Linked DNA regions of Capsicum annuum: region 2 is linked to region 1. A link is a contact called in public Hi-C data. All regions are on one chromosome and are shown on one strand. The core of a region is the stretch at or near the end of the contact, and the rest is flanking DNA. Distances in the headings are between cores, read along the strand shown.

What was found. A called contact is a pair of places that touch in the nucleus more often than the background predicts.
Region 2: a Hi-C map of leaf shows a contact between it and region 1, with 2.1 times the contacts expected there. The contact joins the promoter of LOC107859324 here to the promoter of LOC107840842 in region 1. A contact is called at or near these places in 3 of 5 Hi-C or Micro-C datasets (bud, leaf and placenta).

What each region holds. Positions count from the first base shown.
Region 1 is chr1:162,598,225-162,604,877 of UCD10Xv1.1, forward strand. It overlaps LOC107840842 (putative methyltransferase C9orf114 homolog), which reads right to left and starts at 3,214. Exons shown (of 12, transcript XM_016684795.2): 1 at 3,127-3,214; 2 at 2,700-3,002; 3 at 1,213-1,260; 4 at 820-996; 5 at 351-417. The coding sequence starts at 2,945.
Region 2 is chr1:162,816,702-162,823,567 of UCD10Xv1.1, forward strand. It overlaps LOC107859324 (protein phosphatase 2C 70), which reads left to right and starts at 5,164. Exons shown (of 13, transcript XM_047407728.1): 1 at 5,164-5,603. The coding sequence starts at 5,388.

The sequences.
Region 1 (6,653 bases), core at 1,964-4,463:
CCAACGGTAAAAGTTAAGTGTGGCAGACATCCCATGTGGAGGATGTTGGGAAATGGAAATCAAGATATTGATATTCTGAGCTTTCATAAGGAGAGAAACATTGACATATAAGTTTTATTTTGCAATTCTCTTTTAGAAATCAAGATTTCAAAGTTGTAGCAAGTCAAGGAAAATTGAGGATGAGCTTATAAGCATAATAGTAAAACACGTTCATTATAGGAAAGTTTAGTAAAAAGAAAAAAAGCAAATAACAAGCAATTGAGTGCAAGGTCCTTTTAGTTATTTTCTGAGTGAGATAGTGTGTCTGGACTCTGGCATGCAAATGATAGGGGTATTCTTTAGGATGCTACCTTCTCGATAGGGAGCCCATTCATGCTTCCGCAAATGATGTGGGGCATCAAGTGGTGGCAATGAACCCTGAAGACAATAGTACATTTGAGATCAGAAATCACAAAATCGATTCAATTTAAGCTTGTTTCGTTTGGACAACTTCACTGAACTGAAATAGTTAATCTCATCAAAACAGTATTGGCTCTTTTATCAGTAAAATCGTGTTAATCACAGCAGTTGTTGGTTACTGTATGAAAATAAATCAAATAACCAAGTCTGTGAGCTAATAATGGAGCACCAGGCTGGGTACTGAATTAAATAAATCCAACTACATAATAGAAAACTTTTTTAAGAAAGGTAAATATGTTATGCAGCAGTAAGAAAGTAACAAAATATGTGCACATGAGAAAAACACCAGAAAAGAAATAGAGCTAGTTTCAAATTCTTAACAATTGACGATTTATCATAATTTCAAATGGCTATTCTCACCACATATCTTAAGTTGTTGTGCATGGGGAATAGACTCTTCCGAAGATATTGAGGTGTCTCCATATACTTCAAAATTCTTAGAAGAAACGCAGCACCACTTTCATCATCATTTGACCCGTCCTCCAAAGTTGGATCTGAACTGTCCACTGAACTACCTATGTTGTCAAATACAACAACCTGTTCAAGAAAAAACCTTCAACTCATGTCCACACTCACATCGCAATTTATTTATCTCTTTTGACAACTTAAGCTGTTTTAGAGTTTGTATCGTATGCATGTGTTCAAACATTTAAGTATGATGTCCACATACTGAAAGAAACACCAATCTCATACCAAAGATTCACCCAACGAAACCAATAATTGATCAAATAAACAACTTGGAAATATGAGCACCTCATCTATCCGAAAAATGGTGGAAGCACGAGCAATCTGGCCAGCCAACTGCCCAAATAAGAAAAGGAAGGATAATAAGTAATAAGAAGATGATTAAGACAATACAAAAGTTGACCTGGATGATAAACAACTGTAACTTGCACACAAAATAAGTAATCTATCACCCAAGGGTGTCGCCTAATGGTCACTGAAGTGGGTTGAGAACTACGAGGTCTCAAGTTCAAATCCAAGCAAAGACAAAAGCACTAGGTGAATTCTTTTCATTTGTCCTGGCCTTGGTGAACTGAGTTACTATTACTGGTGAGAGGTGGCATGTATCCTATAGAACTAGTTGAGATAAAAAAGCTAGCCCGAACACCACTATCTAAAAAATAATAGTTTATGTCTTTATCAGTTCTATCGTGTTGTCTCTCAAAATCTATTCCTTCTAACCGCATCTGTGTGACTTGGCATGGCCAGTTCCCAGGCCAGACGAAAAAGGTGAGATGCAGAACTAAAACTAATAAATCAGCTGATAATCAATGTATAGGAACATGATTATCTAGTCACACACAAGAACCGAGAAATGAAACATGCCAAAATGAAGTGGAGTAGCTACAAATTAAGATAAATCCCCATACTAGTGGATGTGCTGGGAAATATTCTACTAGATATGTAGCTTCATTTGGGCATTTTCCCTCTTTCATATTTCAAATTTCAAACTATCAATTCCCTCCTTCCTCCTTTCTCTTTTTCTTCATCTGCTTCTTTCTTCTTCTTGTTTTCCTTTTTCCTTCTCCCCTGCATCGTCTTCCTCCCTTTCATATTTGCCATTTTTCTTCTGCATCTTTTTCTCTCTGCCTTATCTTCTTGATTGTGAAAATTTTCAGAGAGTATTAGGTGAAAAAAGTTGCAATCATCGGAAAACAACCGAGAGTTGTTTAAGCAACCGAAACATGTTTAAACAAACAAGAATTGTTTAAGCAACCACAAGATATTGTTTAAACATATGCTAATTGTTTTTGGAGGTGGTGATGATGTGGAGGAGGGAAGGTGGTTTGGGGATATTGTTTAAACAATCAGGAGTTTTTTAAGCAAATGAAAGATGTTATTTAAAAAGATTTGTGGCTGTTTTGAAATATGTGTCATTATCACTAATTAAAGTGTTACTTCTACAGAGTTGTGTCCTATTTTCTTTATTTTCACTCTCAAAAGTCGTTTTTAATTCACACTCCCTACTCTTGGATCGAAGCACAGTTGTTATTGTGTGCATTAGTGTTAACCCAAATCCCTCAGCAATTTTTTTTTTCATGTATATATATAGAGAGATATTTTGAGTCACTAAACACAAGCAAGAGGTTGGCTAAGTGATTAAGGGGGGTCAAAATTTAACTTGAGGTACTGAGTTCAAATCCGAACCAAATAGTAAAAATCCTGAATCCGACACTTTGGGCAATGTCAAATAAACCCAATGATAAAAGAGAGTGTAATAAATTTTCTGAAGTTACCCGTGTAGCGAGTTCGAGTGACTGAGTGTTGTCAACGATTGAGCCAGCAAGTGCTATGGAAACTGTGGGTTTTTCCTTCAACACATTTTCTTCCTTCACCATCTCTTTAGATTTTTTCTTCTTTTTCTTCTTCTGCTCCTGCGAATCCCCGTTCCCAAGATGGACATCATTTTGCTCTTTGTTTCTCTCTATATTAAGGGGTTCCCATTCTGCTTCACTTTCGCCTCTCTTCTTTTTCTTCCCCATTTTCTGCTTAGGGTTTTACGACGATCACTGCTATTTATATTGCTCTCTGTCCGAATGCTTTTAAAAAATAAAAATAAAAAAACTAAAATTATTTCATAAAACTAACACCAAATTCAAAAATCCATAAATAGCTACTCAGTGGAAAGTACTTCCAACCAACTAATGACCAAGAAATAGATACCTCAGTTTCTAGCCTTCTTTCAATGGATAATATTTAGATATTCATTGATTTCATTTTGTACGTCACGGTCTTGCCTCCCTTTTTCTTTTTTTTCTTTAAATTTTTGTTGTTACTTTTTTGGCTCTTGTTTTTTTTTTAAAGATTCTAATTTTTTTAATTCTTTTTAAACAATAGAGTAATTATTTTTTTTTTCAAATTATTTTGCATTCACCAACATTATTAAAATAACATACAAGAGTATTTGTTTTGTTTAGTTTTACTTATTTATACAATAAAATATAATACCATATACTTTTAATATAATATAATTGTTAAAGATATATATTTATATATAATAATGATATAGTTTCTATTTATATACATATTCTATATGTTAATTATAATATTTTTATACACATTCTATACAATTTTTAACTACAATTATTATTTAGATATTTATTTTATACGACTCTATCTAATTTCTACATGCATTCTAAAAATGGATCAATTTAGTATAACAGAGTATCAATTGAGTACATAGACACTGCAAGTGTATCATTATAGTATAAAAGTGTATTAATGTGGTATAAAAGAGTATCAATTAAATATAAGAACTACATGTGTTTGCATAAAATTTCCTTTCTCTTTTTCAAAAAGTGTATCAATATAATATAAAAATGTATCAATGTGGTATAAAAGTGTATCAATTGAGTATAAAGACTGCATGTTCTCAATTGAGTCAAATGGCTAAACAAGGGAATTAAATTGGGCCGACTGACTACAGTTGTCCACATTTTCAAATTGTGGGCCATTTTTTTAAAAAAATTCTAGCCCATGTCCTTTCCCCTTTTAAAAAAAGACCCAGTTGGATCCTTTGCAATTTAAGTGGGCATTTCGTCGCAAAAATTATTTTTTAATCTTGAAGCTCGAGTTGGAGTCGAAGTTGAAGTTGTGTTTGTTCATGAATATAACTGGAGTTATTTTTGAATTTTTGTGAGAAAAAAAAAGATGAAAAAAAGTGAAAAATAACTTTTTCTTGTTTTTTACTTTTTCAAATTCAAGTTGTATTTAAAATTCTCATGGCCAAACATCAAGTTGGAGTTGTATTTAACATAAGGTGAAAATTATTTCAGGAAAGATGAAAAAAATTCTATGGGCAAACGGACCCTTAGAATTATGTTTGTCCATGAATATATTTGGAGTTGCTTTTGAATTTTGTGAGAGAAGGAGGATGGAAAAAAATGAAAACGATTTTTCTTGTTTTTCAAGTTGCCAAACATTAACTTTTAGAGTTGCATTTGACATAAAGTAAAAAAATCTCATGGCCAAACGGACCCTTAATTTTTTAATAATTCACCATTAATACCTCGGTAATTAAGAATATTAAGTTTTACATGAATTTTTTTTACCTATTTATAACTCTACTTCAACTCAAACTCCAACTCCAACTTCAAAATTTTTTATTTTCACACTCACTAATAAATGGCGCTACTAATAGTGAGTGACAATAACGATGGTTGTGGTTGAGGACGGTGGGTGGTGGAACATAGTTGATAATAGTAAATGATGACGATAACAATGAATGGATGAAATTGAAGAATCACTATTTTTTTTAAAGAAATCTCTAAATAAACATATTAATTATATTATTTTAAATTTTAATCATCCAAATGATATACATTTGATGGATGCAGCCATAACTTATTTATCTGGCTAGTAGTCAAGGATATTTTTTATGAAAATTTCTAAACTATATAAAGATGCGTGAATATGTTGTATAATAAAGCTTTATAAATCTTTATATGAATTGAAACAGTCAGGACATATTTGTATAATCACCTTAATGAATATATATTCAAAAAATGATACAAAAATGACCCCATGCCTTGTGTCTTTAGAAAAGGTTTATAACATAATTTGTCATCATAATTGTATATGTTGATGTATTGGATATCATTGAAATTTCTAAAGAGCTTTCAAAGGCAGTAGAATATTTGAAAAAAGATTTTGAAATCAAAGATATTAGAAAAACAAAATTTTGTCGTGACATACTGACACGATCCAAATCAGGGCCTTGTCGTAAGGGGCATCTCAAGTTCAATAAGGACCGGAGACCACTCTTGATACCCAATCTAACCAACCAACATATACCTTGAGTCGGATGAATTCTGAACATATAAAAGATAGAGTAATTCAAAATGTAATGACTTTGGGATAGGTCTATAACCGAGACCAACCCAAATAAGTCAAATCAACCAATAGCAACCCAAACCCAACAATAACCAAAACCATATCCATCCCATATGCAAGTCCACAGTTGTCCATACAAAGCCTCTGAACAATGTCCAAGAATATCTAATCGGAACAGGCCCCCAACCATAGCCACAAATCAAAGTCTAAGAAATAACAAAAGTATGAAGAGAAGTCCATAACATGCAATGGAGCCTTCCGGAGTATGAAAGTTCACCTCTTCAATCCGATACAAAACTGTCCCTGAATCTAAGTCACTGAGCAGGAGGAATGATAGTATGGTCAGTTCCTGCATCACATGGGGATACAGTGCCTGAAGACGGTTAGCGTGATGAACGGTAGCATGTACTCAGGAATAAGGATAAAGTAATGTCATTATTCAAAACCAAAGTAAATAACTATATGAAATCACACACACACACATACACACATATATATACTATGCCGAGAATGGAAATCGGGTTTAGAATGTATTAAAACATTAACTTGAATTGTGTAGCTTTACCGTCATAATCTACTTACGGGCTATATGGGTCCAGTGTTACCCCCCTAAATGAGCCTCAGTGCGTGTAGCCGCACGAACTGGAGATACCATAGGTGGCCGGGGATTCCCTTGTACCCTTCGCCCTCTATGATACATATGTATGTATATACTTGGGAGATTCCCTTATACCCCATATGTGCGTGGTCATCAAGACCAATCCTCATGTCGGCAAACATGAGTTTTTAGTGACAACCTTTCGGACTTATACCTTCACGACTAACTATCACAACCCCAATTATTGCCCAACTAAAATATTTGACACATAATCAAACCACCAATTCCAAGAGTTAATTATTAAGGCATTAATTAATGGTATCGTTATATCAACTATAGCTTGCAAGCGATGTCATTAGCCAACACTTAATGGATTCCCATGTATCCCGTAGATTTTATTATTAGAATCACTTGGGAGATTTCTGTGTACCCCACAAGGTTTTCAAAATCAAATCCATGACCACCAAGGCCTTTTTAATCCTTTTAAAACCATTTAGACCAATTTGGATTCCATTACCATATTATACAATGCAAGGTTTTCAATAAATATCAAATTATGTGACGAAAACATTCTCATTGGCATTTAATCAAACATGTCGAGGGCATGTAGTTTCCAAACCAAAACCAAGTACCAATTTACCATTTCCATGCAGTCATATGTTCAAACCACAATTATAACTTGAAAACCATAAGAAAACATGGGAAAAACATTATCCAACCATTAATAACCAAAACCCCCAACATATATTGCAAAACCAAA
Region 2 (6,866 bases), core at 3,914-6,413, 220 kb after region 1:
AAATAAAAAGAAACGTTGAGAAAAATTTAAAAAGAAAAAGAAAATTTCATTTTTTTTAATAAAAGTAGATGTTGAAAGGTGTAAAGAAAAAAAAGTAAGGGTTGAGAAAAACTAAAAAGAACAAAAAAAAAAAGAGGAAAGAAAAAATAAAAAAGAAAAAAAATGTAAAAGAAAAACGAAAAAAAAAGTTGAGAGGAAAAAAGGAAAAAAGTAAGAGTTGAGAAAATTAAAAATAAAAAGAGAAAATAAAAAATAAAAATTAAATTAAAATTAAAAATAAAAAGAGAAAATAAAAAATAAAAATCAAAGTAAAATTAAAAAGAGAAAAAAAAAAGTTGAAAGATATAAATATAGAGTTATTATCATTTATGAGGATCATTTATGTAATTTACTTCATTGATCAGGTGCAATTTTATCCAAAAATTATTAATTAATAGCTAAAGGCTATTTTAAGAAAAAAAAAAATTATTTGGGGCTAAAATTTGAAACCCACCCCAATTTGGGTCTATTTTTGAGATTCACCCGCAAGCAAATATCAAATTTGTCTTGAAATTGTCTGATAGCTAGTTAAAGTTATGCAGATGTTAGTTATACAGGTATTAGTTATTACTCCTTCTACTCCTTATAAGAATAACTAGACAAGCATGACCCGTGTCTGCACTGGCCCAACATTAAGATATTTATTTATCTTTTCAATCTTGATATATTTAAATAAAAATTTTTAATAAAAGGATTGCATATGTTTTCTAGGATTCATCCTGAATCTAACATGAGTTCAACATATGTTATTTTAATATGTATTTAGATAATTTAAGTTGTTAACTATTTTAATTTATAATATTTTTTATGTATTTTTCAAATTAATATACGTTACTTTTCTTGTCCAACTTTTTGTGGCATTGATAGTCAATTATATTTTAAAAATAATTTAAGTTTTTAATTATTGTGATTTATAATACTTTTCTTCTATTCCAATTTCAGTGACATTAATATAATTTCAAGAGCCGATCAAATATTTTATATCTTTTAAATTTTTTAAGTTGTTGATTATTGTGATTTCTAGTATTTTTCATGTTTTTTTTTTTAAATATATAACATATTATTTTTTTTTTAGATATTTTAAGTTGTTTACAATTGTAATTTATAATACTTTTTATGTAATTTTTGAATAATATATGTTACTCTTCTTGTCTAGAGTTTTCTATCTCAACTTATGATGCACAATGCTTAAATAACCATAATAACTAATTAGGGGTCAACTGAAGCGGCTGAAGCAGGAATCAATCAATTTTTTAAAATTATTTACAGTACTTTTTATTTCATTTTCAAATAATATATGCTGTTTTATATCTTCTTTTGTCCCGTCCCAATTTATGTGGCACTAATATAATTTTGATAGTAAATTAAATATTTTATGTTGACATATCATTTTGTTATTATTATTTTTCTAATGCATAAATAACTTATAATAAGGAGTGATATAGTAAAATCATCGTTCGAAAGACGAAAATTTAATTTAAAATATTAAAAGTTAATTTCACATTTTATGTCTATTTTATTTTTCATGAAATATTATTTATTTTCTTAATACCTAGATGACTCATAATAATTAATTAAGAGCGACTGATTATGTTATTACTATAAAAATTAATATAATTTTATCATATCCAATAGTAATAATCTATAATTCACCGAAATAGTATATTAATTAAATACGGGATGCTATATTTGCATATGCAAAATATAGTATGATTAAACATTATTGGATAGTGCATTATATTTATCTTTCACAATAATAAAATTTTACTATATATTTTTAACTTGATACATATTGACCCAACACAAATTCTAAGAAAATATTCATTAGAAATTTATTTTATTAAATTAAATTTATTAATTTTTTACTTTAAAAATTTTAAGTTAAGTTTAAACATTAGTATTTTTATATAAGAAAAAAATAATTTTAAAATTTAAATTTACTAAAATAAATAAATAAATAAATAAATAGAAAGATTAATTTTCTATATAAAAGTCAGTTAAAATAATAAAATTGATTTACTTTAAATATTTAGTTGCAATTAATTAAGATAATTTTTTATTTTGTCATGATTTATGCTGCACCGATAAAATTTTGAGAGTTGAATAGAACTTTTATTTATTTTTAAAAAAAGTATTTTAACTTGTTAATTATTGTGATTTATAATAATTTTTACGTAATTATCAAATAATATATTTAATCCTTGTGTCCCAATTTATGTGGCGTCGATACAATTTTGAGAGTCAACTAAATTTTTTATATATCTTTTAAATATTTTAAGTTGTTAATTATTATGATTTGCAGTACTTTTTTTTATTTTAATTTATGTGGCATTGCTAAAATAATGAGAGTCAATAAAACTTTTATATGTGGTAACAAATTATTGTGATTTGTGGTAACAAATTAGTTTTGAAAATGATAGCTAATTAAATAAATAATTTTTTTTTTACTTCCAATATGTAGTTATAGTTAATTAATATAAATTAATAGAATATATTAAATATTTAAATTATTATGATGAAACAATGAAATTATTATATATTGGGGCATGGTATGTAATTAAGTAAGAGTAGAGGGTTTTTTTGGTAAGAGTCAATAAAATTTCTGTATATCTTTTAAATATTTTAAGTTATTAATTATTGTGATTTGTGATAACAAATTAGTTTTGAACATGATAGACAATTAAATAAATAAATAAAAATTACTTTCAATATGTAGTTATAGTTAATTAATATAATTTAATAGAATATATTAAATATTTAAACCATTATGATGAAATAATGAAATTATTATATATTGAGACATGATATCTAATTAAATGGAAGTAGTTGATTTTTTGGTAATTGCAAGAGGTGGTCGAAACCACCTCTTCTATATAATAGAAAAGAAATACAATAGTTTTCTCATAATTTATATAAGTATTAGTTATGTGAGTTTCTAAATTACCAATGAAACGTGGTATTAATTTTATAAATGAATAATATATTTCTTAGTTAGCTACTAAACATGGTATAACTTATATATAATATATCTTATATATAATATATTAATACATAAACAAGTTCTTTCTTTTCTATCTTCAATATGATCCCATGTTATTTATTGGATCGTTATGTTAAAAGGCAATTTAATGAAATTGGAATTAGGTAAGATTGAATTTATTGCGTAAATAAGGATCTATTGATCATTAACAAAAACACTCCATTTTATGATTAATTAAGTGATAAAAGTGAGATAATTAAGTACTAGTAAAGAGATATAATTGAGGCAAATCCCATTTAGCAAGTAAGGTCCATTATCAGATTTAGATCGTTGACAATTGACATGTCCATGTGTGTATGACCCAAAATTACTCTCTTCTGCTACAAGCTAATATAATATACGTGTATGCATATTCTTTTCCACAGTACACACTCGTTACTCCACCTGTATAATACATTTAATATTTTAATTTTTGTTGATCTAACACATTTTTTAAGAAGTTTTTGATTAAAAATATATTTTATTAGAAATTATTTCTTATATTTTGAAATTAAAAATATATTTAATTTATTCATATCTTATGAATATTGTACCAATAGAACACATATATTTATACATTCAAAGTTGAATGAACGAAAAAGGACATAAAATGTCTTTCAACTATGTAAAATGGTATAAAAACACCCTTCGTCTACCTATTGGGCCTAAAATACCCTTTTCGTCTACCTATTGGATATAAAATGTCTTTCTCACCTATCTATTGTTCTAAAATGTCCTTCCCATCTATCTATTGGGCTTATTTTGCCCTTTTACTTAGGCAAATTATATGAAAAAGTCATCCATAAAAGTTAATTACATAAATAATAGTACTTTTTCGATATTAAAATAATAAAAGTTTTTTTTCTTCATATATAACCATTTTAAGAAATAAAAAAAGATAATCATAATTCTTAATTTAATGCAATAACTAATTATCAATTCACCTTAATTTAAGAGATATATTTTCAATCTTCAAATTAAAAGTAGAAAAGATAATCCTAGCTTTCAAATATTTTTCTCTCTTATATTCAAAATTCGTATATTTTTAAATAAACTAAGTATTTCATTATTTGCTCGTGTATGTTTCATTTTATTTTTATGTATGTTAATTATCTAGTATTATTTCATTATTATGTATTTTTAATTCTAATATAATGGGGTAACCATAATTTTTTATGGATAAATATTTATGGAATAAAAATCATTTTGTTGGAAGTAATATATCACATATTTTTGTTGTCTAAATATAATTAATGTAAAAGTAAGATTATTATTATATATTTTATAGAATTTATGAGATAAATATTCATGATATTTTTTATATAATTTTTGCTCCATTTGATATAATATCAAACACCATTTGCACCATTTGATATAATATCAAACACCATTTGATATAATATCAAATGGTGCAAAAATTATATATAAAATATAATAATAAACTGATTTTGACATTAATTATATTTATATAACAAAAATATATATGATATATCTGTACTTCCAACATAATGATTTTTATTTTATAAGTATTTATTCATAAAAAAATATGGTTAACTCATTACATTAGAATTAAAAATACATAATAATGAAATAATACTAGATAATTAACATACATGAAAATAAAGTGAAACATACACGAGAAAATAATGAAATACTTAGCTTATTTAAAAATATTTAAATTTTAAATATAAAAGAGAAAAATCTTTGAAAGCAGGGATTATCTTTTTCACTTATAATTTGAAGATTGAAAATATATTTCCTAAATTAAGGTGAATTGATAATTAGTTATTGTATTAAATTAAGAATTATAATTATCCTTTTGATTTTTTAAAATGGCTATATATGAAAAAAATATTATTTTTGCAATATAAAAAAAGTACTATTATTTATGTAATTAAGTTTTATGGATGATTTTTTTATATAATTTGCCTAAATAAAATGATAAAATAGGTTCAATAGATAGATGAGAAGGGCATTTTAGATACAATAGATAGGTGAGAAAGATATTTTAGATTGTAGATGAAAAAAATATTTTAAGCCCAATAAATAGAGGAAGGTTATTTTTACGCCACTTTACATGGTTGAAGGCATTGACCCTTTTGGTTGAATGAAATCAATATAAAAAAAAGAATTTGTAGATATAAAAGAGGTGGGGAAGGAGAAAACAAAGAGGATCAAAATAAATGCGACCATTTCAAAGCGAGCTTCTCGCAAAGCCGAGAGAGAGAGAGAGAGGGGTTGGTTAGATTTGATAGAAATAGAGAGAAATATAGAAGTAGTTGAAATTCTCTCTCATAATCATCATCACGTACGGTGAGGGTTCATCGCTATGCCAGGTGCTGCTGATGTTGATGATGTTAGCATCACCATGACCACTCTTACCACCAACAACATTCTCTTCTTATCAAACGAGGGTCTTCTTCTTATTGTTGTTATGCTCCTTTTCATCCTCCTTATTATCCTCATCGCCTGCAGATATAAGCCATGGCGTTTCTTTTACTCTTCTCATGTCTCCTCCAACTCTCTCCCCTTTAGCAATAAAAAGGTGAACCCCCTTTTCCTTTTCTTTTTTCATCCAATAAATGATCTTTTTTGCAATTGGGTTCTTGGGGGTTTTGCTTATTGTTTATTGTTGGATGATACAAAAAGTGTTTTTTTTTCCCCTGTGATTGGGTTATTGGGGTTTTGATTATGGCTGACCTGAAAAAAACTTTTTTGTTTGTTCCTAATATGGTGGGATGTAATCAAGATTGTGACTTTTCTTGATTTGGATTAAATTTGCTAGGGTTTATTAATAAGGATTAAGATAACTAACCCATCTTTATTTGGAATTGAGGTGTAGTTTGGTGATTGATAATAGTTCTAATATGATGGGAGATGGAATATTGATAGATCATGATTTTTGGTTTACGCGGTAGTATTTGCGGATGCATAGTATGAAACTTTATTGGTTTCGGAAGCTGGTATTGTTGCTTATTTTAGTGCATTTTCTGAATTGAATGTGGACTAGCCCAGCCTGGTTTCTATATTTAGGGACACTATGTTTTTCACGTGGTGTTTAGGAGAACAAGTTTAGACAGAGGAGAAAATCTGAGACTTGGAGAAGTTTCTTTTTGTTCGATCAGGAACTGAATGCGAATGCGATCCCATAATGACCGAGCAATTAGAGTTCTAGGGGAATGGAACGTGGAACTTCTTTGTTTATTCGAAGAGCAATCTACATTGTTATGTCAGGTTATGTGGTTGGTTACGTAAGAGGTTCTAAGAGGCGATTTTCGCGTATCTCCCATAAGATGTTACTTGGTATGTAGTCAAGTACTTACAGTTCAAAATTCTGTTTTATGGTCCCTAATGTAGTTTTTGACATGGTGTGTATCTGTTGAGGTACAGTTGAGGCTTTTGGAGGAACCTCATATGAATTTCTAGAATTATTATAAAGAGCTATTTCCTACTTCATCAGTCATTGCATATGCAGGGAAGTAGCATGGGCGTATAATATATTTGACTAGTCATCTAGGTATTTACTACTCCCTAGGTTTCATTATATATGATAGTATTTGACTTGGTGCGAAGTTTAAGGGAGAAAGAGAACCTTTGGCACACACTAAAAGTACAGCTAGAACTTGTGGTTGTAGACATGACATGATATTTCTCTGCCTATAGGATCATTGTTCATTAATAGAGGTTTGAATCTGAATGGTTCAAACTTCAGACCATTATGTGTATTTGTTTTTTATGAAGATTTTAGCTCTTAATAGGTCTGAATCATTTAGATCTAGAACCAGGTCTTAATAGGTCTGAAGAGATA